2 separate regions of the Hermetia illucens genome follow, and region 1 is linked to region 2. A link is a contact called in public Hi-C data. All regions are on one chromosome and are shown on one strand. The core of a region is the stretch at or near the end of the contact, and the rest is flanking DNA. Distances in the headings are between cores, read along the strand shown. Region 1 holds the start of LOC119649927 (signal peptidase complex subunit 2). Region 2 holds the start of LOC119649345.

Region 1 (4,463 bases), core at 586-3,085, 130 kb after region 2:
ACCGATAACAGCTATGACGATGAAATCCGCGCATGGTTGTTAGCAGCCAACAGAGCCTATTTCAGCATACAAAAACTGTTTCGCTCGAAACGTCTCACCATAGGGTCAAAGCTCTTACTGTACAAGACTGTGATCTTACCAGTATATTCCAAGGAAACTCTTGTTCTTAGCAAAAAAAACTGCGAACTCTTGGCACGTTCGAGAGAAGAATCCTCCGAAGAATTTTTGGGGATATCGAATTGCTGATCCTCGGCGCAAAACCGGTGTGTCTGGATTTCCTTATTAAGGCAGGTCTAGACCGAATACTGGCTGTTGCGCCGTTGATGATGATGAAATATGACATTTTATCTTATCGTCATTTTCATCCTTCATAAAGAAATCTTCATTATATAAGCAACTTGCACTTGTCTACCTGGACTTGCGGGATGTGGAAGGATTTTCGAATATGGTATTCATCATCATCAACGGCGCAACAACTGGTATTCAATCTAGGCCTACCTTAGTAAAGAATTCTAAACATCCCGGTTTTGCGCCAAGATCCACCAATTCGATATCCCTAAAAGCTGGTCGTCGTCCTGGCCTACGCCATCGTTCCACCTGAGGCAGGGTCTGCATGTCTTCTTCCTCTACCGTAGATTTTCTCCCTCCAGACTTTTCGGACTGGGTTATTCTCACCCATACGGATTAAGTGACCTATTGAACCGGGTGTTCCCCATAATCAATAAATATCAAAATTTATTTTTAAATATTCTACAAAATATTTTATCAAAAATAAAACCACATTAGTTCACAAAACACAAGAAAACGGAATACAGAATCGACATTGACAATGAGCGTAGGTAAAGAGTTACTCTCATATTAAAAAAAAAATGTGACCTGATAGAATTTCTTCAATCACCGCAAGAAACAAGTCGGGAATCCGGAAGCTGGGCGCTTCAGGTATGAAAGGTTTTGTTTGCTTCTTTTGTTTTGTTTGTTTTGCCCGTTATGTATATGCATTTAACATGTCAGACTACTTATTTTAGTGTGATATTGATATTTAGTTGCATTAAATTTCACGGTAGAGTCAACTTCCAGCTACTGTAACTTTGTTAGTACTAGTATGATTTTTATCGAACTCGGGGATAATATGCTTCATATTATATTCTATACTACTGCCAGCTGTTATCACCCTGGGATAAACTTAAGGGGGATTTTTACTCAATTTTCCCAAAAATATGGTAATAAACTATTATTAACTTAATTTGAACAGATTTGAGGCCTGGGCACCATATAGAGGCAGCTTCATTATTTGTTTCAGATTCTTCGGTTTTGTAGTTTCTGAGAATGAGTCCGTTAAAGAAATCATCATTTTCCATCCCTCCCACACCCTGCCTTTCTAACAAATCTCAAAGCTAAGACCGGCTCCGAGTAGTACTAATCGAGACCTTTCATTTGATAACCAATATAGCTATACTCTGCGAAAAAAAAATTTACATCCCCCTTTTGCATGTATGGGGACCTCCCCCTTAACCTTAACGTAGAAGGATATCACTCACTGCATCCCTGGTCGTTCACAGTTCCCACCTTCTCACCAAATGTCAATCAGTATAGCCGTTTCAGAGAAAAGTTCGTGTGACAGACTGTCTGTCTGTCAGTAGTTAAAATTCAAAAAGTTCAAATTATACCTGTTCCTTTCAAAATTGCTTGACCACAAAGTCCTTCCTGTACATGATCTGTTAGCAACCAGTTGAGTCTATTTTAAATGAATATTCGCGCCATTCGAAATTGTATAGGGTGATAAAAAATCATTTCACACTTGGAACGCTTGAACTGGAACACTACTTTGACAATTGGAACCGCAGAATCGAAATAATCCAACGTCAATCAAATTTTGCGGTGCCTCGTTTTCGTGTCGAGTTGTCAAGTAACAGCAAAGTTTGGGGTTTTTCTTCAAGTAAAATGTCGACAAAAACAAAGAAAGATGACAAAAACGCTCGTGAAAATGAGGTATGCATTTTGTGATTTAAAATTATTTCGAATCTTATTTATATACGAGGATTTTCGAATGTTTACGTTCCGGGAACAATCCCACACTCGAAAGTTGGACACGTCAGTCAGTGCTTGGGACGATTCGGTTTGCCGATTTGTCAAATTATTCTTTATTTAAATCCTTGTTATGCACAAATTAGTGGCTTAATGAAATCATGTGAATAGTTGTAAGAAAGGGATATTGTTCCACTGCAAAAGCAACCTCGCAACTCGGAAATCGAGTTGAAACATGGGTGATTGTGATGTCCTTTATCGTCTACAGCTGCAAAAACGGTACCTCAGTGTTGCTTCTCTTGTTTTATTGTGCTCCAAGTACTTTGATTTTCAGTTTTCTCTTTGCTCGTCCACACTCTGCTTTCGATCCTAGGTACAGGTGGCTTTACCGCTTTGTATTCAACGCCCCTATCTTCTCCTCGTTTCCCCTAACTGCGCCGAGCCACTTTTCTTTCCGTCCTAAGCGTATTCAGCGGCGACACCCGCAGGTTCTAACCGGTGGAGTCTGTGGCTGCTTTCCCACACGAAATGCCTCCCTCCTGGAGAAGCTCACAGGACGGAGGAACGGATGAAGTTGGATTGAATCTCTTCGTCCCTCAAAGAACGGATTGCACCAACGGGAGACCGAAAAATAAACTTGCCCAAAGAGAACGTAGAAAGGGGCAGATTTAAGGAAATAAACCACAAGCTCCCAAAAGCCAACACCAGAAGAAAGAATACCCCGTGTGAAAGTGCTGTTTGACAGAGCAGTTCGCGCGAATTCCTTTGCCCAAAACACAAAAGATCAATGCCCTGCTTCTAAAACAATTCATTCCAAAAAACTTTGTATGCGGGTTCGGTATCATTAAAGAGTGCCTATAGTTTTCACTCTAGGTCCTGAGTGATGCTCAAACTTGCCAGGGATACGAGACTGAACAGAAGAAACCCTGATAACCCCCAAGAATTCATCCACTCCACAATTGTAAAACTAGCCTTTCACGGATCCGTTCTGGTAGGGCGGTGCCAGTGGAGTACTTCACATCTAAACCTAGAAAATTTTTCAAATGCGAGTAACTAGGCCACACCTCAAAATTATGCAAAGGCAATGTTGAACGATGCCTGAGACTGAGACTCTCCAACATCACCCATCACATCATTAAAAAGTAGCTGTAGTTATTATAAACCACGTCACTCTTTTCACTTTCAAGTCTAATGGTAGGGGATCAGTTCAGAGATACTGGTGGTCTGCAGACCTGAAACCTCTTTTCCGGGCAAAACAAGCCTTCAGTAATTTTAGAACAATAGCGAATCAGGAAAACTTCAAAACCTATATCGAAGCAAGAAATAATTGGTTCCGAGGGAGGCCAAGAGAAAATCCTGGCATAGCACACGAATGAGCCTCTCAGATTGCAAATCTTCTAAAGATTTCTGGAATCAGATTAACTGGCTATTTCAGGATCTAAAGGCGCACCTCGATGCTTGGGACGGCACTAAGTTTCAGTTTCTGAACCTTATAAAAGGTCACTATAAGAATGGCTCTGTATCCTTCTCCTTAGCTCAGGCAATCTCCCTCGTCTCTCTTTTTCTCTGCAAGAATTCCAGCAGGTTCTTTAAAGACACAAAAAGCGCTATGCGCCAGGCACGGATGGGATCATCTACCTATGTCCAGTTGCTGAAACAACCACCACGAGAAGTTTTTCTGGAAGCCTTAAATGATGTACGACTAACTCAGAATCCACCAGATGACTCGCGTGAGGGCGTAAAGGGTAAATCTCTTTTCTGTAAATTAACGGATGCCATGGTTAAATCCAGGTTTGTCCTTGCTCTTAGCGGTCTCCGCCTGCTCCTAGGGGAAAGCTTTGCTTATAGGAGATACTGCTTCCTCCTATCTCAATCACTTTCTACCTCACAACGCCATTGAGAAAAACTACAAAAAAACATGTTCTTGGCCTATCCATGGATATCAGTAAAGCGTACGAGAGGATGGACCTGTCCCTCCTCATAGCAATCATGACTGGCATGGCATATGAATTTTCCATCTGATATCATCCTATGAATAAGGCGATAAGGGATGTTTACCATGCAGGGTCATCATGTTCCCCGAAGTACAACTTCTCTCCACACGAATTGACCCAACAAAGTGGAAACTTTCCAATATACTGATGACTTCCCAATTATAGCCTCTGGGGATTCCCGGCAGGGTGCAGAAAACACTCTTCGACTACAGGCGGATCTCTTCATAAATCAGTGCAACTTCCTGAAACTTGACGTCAAGCTGGAGATGTCATGCGCCATTGCTTTTGATCATTCCCGGCTCGATGTATTCAAGCCCAATATCAATAACGTCTATCTTGAGCATAAAAAAATCAATCACTTTCCTGGGAAGAATCATCACGGTCTCTCTCGGAGCACGGAGCACATTTCGGATAAGGCCAAGGAGGAAACTAGGACCATAAATT
Region 2 (4,506 bases), core at 1,923-4,422:
TATGGTTCTGAGTGTTGGCCAACTATAAAAGACAATGAACGGGGTCTTGCGGTAATGGAGACGAAGATGCTACGTTGGACTAGTGGCGTCACACGTTTAGATCACATCCGAAATGAGGATACCCGCGATCGTTATGGGGTTGCACCGATCGTGGAAAAGTTGCGAGAGAGGGGTCTTCGATGGTATGGTCACGCAATTCGTGCCAACGAGAATTCACTTGCCAAGATTGATCTGAATATCGAAGTCGATGGTAAACGGCCAAAAGGCAGACCTAAAAAACGGTGGCTTGATACGCTAGATGGGGATTTGAAAGCCTCGAGATTGCACCCAGATCAGGCATTCGACGAACCGACCCCGCTTGTGAACGGGACAAAGGCTGAAGAAAAAGAAGAATTCGAATAAATTTCAATATTTGAAGCCCCAAATGGTCAAGCTACGATGCTACAAAACCTGCACGAAAAATGGCACACAAAATGCTAGGGGACATCGAAAATTCGGACAATCCCAACTTTTCAACAGGCAGGACTACCAAGCCCAGCAATCTAAAGAGAACGTACTAAATAATTTCCAAAAATTCACTTACTTCCAAATGCATCGAAGCACAAATCAGTTATTTCAGCGTTTTTCACCGCTAGACTGTCCCGATACAACGCCAAATTTAACGAGAACACTTTAGGTTTGAGTGCGGCACTACAAAAACCGATGGGAACCGCATCCACCAAGAAATGCAGAATCCGCTTCAGTCGCTCCGCGTCGCAGTGCTTTATCGAATACTTTTCCAGTTTGGATTGAATCGAATCCCTAATTTGTGCCACTGAGGTCTCACTTCCCGCCATTTTTACAAGAGACTTCTTCGAATCGAAACAGCCCGAAATGAGCTCGTAAAGTCGAATTATAGAAAGCTCCAAAAAATCACGGTCCTCCAGCAAATTTTGTATAAGGTTCAGGTCGAAAGCGGCGTCATCAGGAATAAGCAAATTGCAGATCTTCTGTTTGTCGGTTGTAGACAGATATTTGGTCAGCCAGAAGGAGTTGTAATCCTCAAATAGTGCTTTGACTAGTTTGGCGTCGTCGAATGTGTGGTTCAGAAGATAGCGGTTGACGTCCACGGCCGCGTTCCTGTTTTTGTTGTAGAGAATGTTCATTTTCATCTTTTGCAGGTGCAGTTGATTGATGTTGTTCTTTGTGCTGCTGTTCCCGAAGTTTACTATCCGCTGTTCGAGGGAAACCCACTGATCCTTGGTGAGATATCCATGGAGATTCGGCGCTTCGATTGTAACAGACTCTGGGCAGTAAAAGGCCGTGATCAAATCGTAGTGCCCAATGTGCAGGCATATCTCCAAGAATGTGTCCATTGTTCGGTTGTTGTGCTCGTGCTCAAGGAGCATTTCACCAAAGTTTTGGAGTTGTGTTTGCATTACTTCCCGTGTCGCCTGGATTTCCTTCCAGAACTTGTCAGTCTGTTCGGGTAGTCGCGTGCCGGCCAAGTATTGACAAAGTAAAGCAGAAGTGAAGTCAGTGATGACGAGGTTCTTTTCATCTGTAGGAGCCTTTCGGAGTTCCTTAACGTTATCGCCTAGTGAGAAAGCCAAAGTTTTCCACAGAACAAGCGACGGCTTCGACATTAGCGTTGTCACAAATTCAGTAAAGTGTTGACCGACACTCTCATGTGGCCAAGCCAAAGCAATGTACTTCCACTTTCCGCCCCTTGCCATACTGGGAGCCTTGGATTCCGCAAATTGATCGCGCAAAATACGCACAAATTCGTTGTGTGCTGGATCTTCATCAATGACGCTTGTTTCTGAGCTCTTTAATTTGCGTTTCAAGGAGCTGCTCAGCCCACTCACTCCCAATTGACCTTTCAAGGATTTCAACAAATACAGGACCAACTTTTCGGAGCGACCGAGCTTCTTGAACACATCGACGATGAGCATGAGGAACTCCACATATTGTTGCCAATCATCCTCCGATTTCTGGGCAAGCATGAACTCGATCGTTACTCGGAACATGATCTTCTCCAGACTCATGGGATTCAGCCTCAAAGCACTGCAAATAAGAATGAGAACCTCTTTCCTGTTCGACGAAGCATATTCAATGAAACATTTTTCGACGTAGGCAGCCAGCCTTGTCACCGCCTTTTCCTTTTCTTCTACTTCAAAAGTGCAATCCACGTCATATTTCCGGAACAGGTCGAACATGTGCGCCGCCCGGAGCAGCTTTACTTTCGCTGGGGACTGGTCCCTCTCGCACGCCAGCACTATCTGCGCCAGTTCCTGCTTCTCTCCGCGGTGGTGGTTGACAATGAAATCCAAGCAATACATGGACACATGCAGGGGAGCTCTGTAAACGGTTCTCAAAAGCGAGTCAACTTTATCGAAGCATATTTGGACGAAGATCTCCATTATTTCGCTGTAGAAACTTTTCTCGGAAAGCATGTAGAGCGCGGATTCAATGAGAGCCTCCAGGACTCTAGTTCTGAAAACTTTCTGGCCCGTGCCCTGATTGCGGAGGAAGTTCTTCAACGCAGTCACTCCTTTCTCGTAGAAGGCAGCCTCAGCGCTGGGGCAGAAATCCGTTTTCGACTGGAAGTACTCTGTGTAGCGCTTGAAGATCGTGCGTTGCAGTTCGCAGTAGCAGTCCATGTTGCCGCGGTAGAATATCTGGAAGGACTGGTTGTCGCTCAGCTTCAGGAGCAGATCGATGGGTTCCCGGGAGCCTGGATCCGAAGTGAGTCCGGCCACGTACTCATAGACCGCCTGGACCGTCTTCTCCTTGATCGAAGCCAGCACCAGATGCTGCGGGAAGGTGACTCCGACCAAGTCGACCAGCAGGCCCATGTCCAGTTTTTCGTCCTTCTTGCTTGGGAAGGTGTCCGCGAACCAGTTCAGAACGATTTCATATTTGTTTTGCGGCACAAACTCCAGTGATTTGCACACTTTGATGCCAAACTGTAAATTCTCGCCAAACGTTTTTTCCGACCTGTTGAGCCATTCCTCCAGTTCTGAAAGTTTATTACGAAATTATTATCTGAGAAACCCTGAATTAATGGGACGTACCTGTTCCCGCCGACATGATTCGTATTTTACGATTTTGGTGAGGATGAACAGATCCCGCGTTTTACTTTCAAACCTGCACGTGCACAAATCAACCTCACAGTGACTAACTTGTCACAACGCGAATACGACACTGGCCCAGTTGACGTTTCGCCGGCATGACAGGGCTGAGAACCGGTACATGGGAGAACAATGGAAATGGACCAGATGAACATGTCGAAACGAAAATAGGTTTAAATCCAGGGTAATGCTCACTGGCGGTCATTTAAATTTATCATGAAGAAGGGTTATCGTTAAAAATTCACTTTTCTTATAACTCCACGCCGAGAAATAGCAAAATAAAAAGATATTTTCAGCGGAACCTGGACTTACTCACTGAATAGATGATACGGCTTCAAAATTTGACCATAGGTTTCCATTAAATAACCCAAAATGAGAGGAAAATTATAAATATTTCTTCGAAATATCGATTCTTCCCGCTTCCAAAAAAAAGATATTTTATTACATCGAACGTCTAAAACTTCATATCCTATTGTGCTGTTAGGTTTATGTTGAATTTGTATATTTTATTGTAATGAATCCTCTCCCCCTCTGGTGTCCCTTATTTTTCTAAATTTTCAAAACTTATATACGGAAATTTGGAGACGCGAGATGATCTGCCGGAAATTGCGGAATTAATGGTAAAACCGACTAGAGATGGAAGAAAGGGATTGATTCTCTGGTCTGGAGTTTTCTTGTGGCCCGGAATATGGACTTTAACAAAGTTAGATAGATATGACCGTTAGAACCCGTCTCAGGACAGGGCAAGAGTGTGAAGCTCTCGACTGGGAGTGCGTTCATCCAACCAACAAGGATCTGTTCGCTTTCTGTTCATGTTTTAGGGGTAAGCAAATCAGGCCGGGAATAAACCAAAGCAACAACCCGAGAACCATCTTCCCTGCACTGTAAAAGGTGTTGGTAGTACCTCAAGCCAATGTGAAACAGTATACGCAGAAGGCTGCATGAGCAAGTGAGAGTTGTTTTTTCTATTGTGGGAACTCTTAATAACTTGGGTGTCTTTAATTTCAATTAAGACCCTTATTCTGCTAGCCGGATTAGCCAGGGAGGACATTTTTCCAAGATTACTCAGTGAACCAAGACGATGGAAGAAGAAGACGTCTTGACGCCGGACACACCATCGTGGAACAAACTACTTAACATCCAACCAGGGGACAGTAGCCATTGAAGGCAGTACAGCCGGAGCCAGCCGGAGTACCGCTGTGCCGGAGCCAACAAGAGAGCCCTCATGGCAAAGCGGCAGACGGACTAGCGGTTTCCAGCCTGGAAAAAAATGTCATCCAACTGAGCGTAGTGAACACCAGACACAATACTCCTACCCAGAAATTATCGACGTCGAAAGGCCACTAAGGAGCAAGGGCTGACAAGAAAACCAGTTACCGGAGGCCAATGAAAC

What was found. A called contact is a pair of places that touch in the nucleus more often than the background predicts.
Region 1: a Hi-C map of whole body shows a contact between it and region 2, with 5 times the contacts expected there. The contact joins the promoter of LOC119649927 here to the promoter of LOC119649345 in region 2. A contact is called at or near these places in 2 of 2 Hi-C or Micro-C datasets (an unstated tissue and whole body).

What each region holds. Positions count from the first base shown.
Region 1 is chr2:54,975,491-54,979,953 of iHerIll2.2.curated.20191125, forward strand. It overlaps LOC119649927 (signal peptidase complex subunit 2), which reads left to right and starts at 1,836. Exons shown (of 2, transcript XM_038052346.1): 1 at 1,836-1,989. The coding sequence starts at 1,942.
Region 2 is chr2:54,841,332-54,845,837 of iHerIll2.2.curated.20191125, forward strand. It overlaps LOC119649345, which reads right to left and starts at 3,173. Exons shown (of 9, transcript XM_038051453.1): 1 at 3,057-3,173; 2 at 584-3,001. The coding sequence starts at 3,072.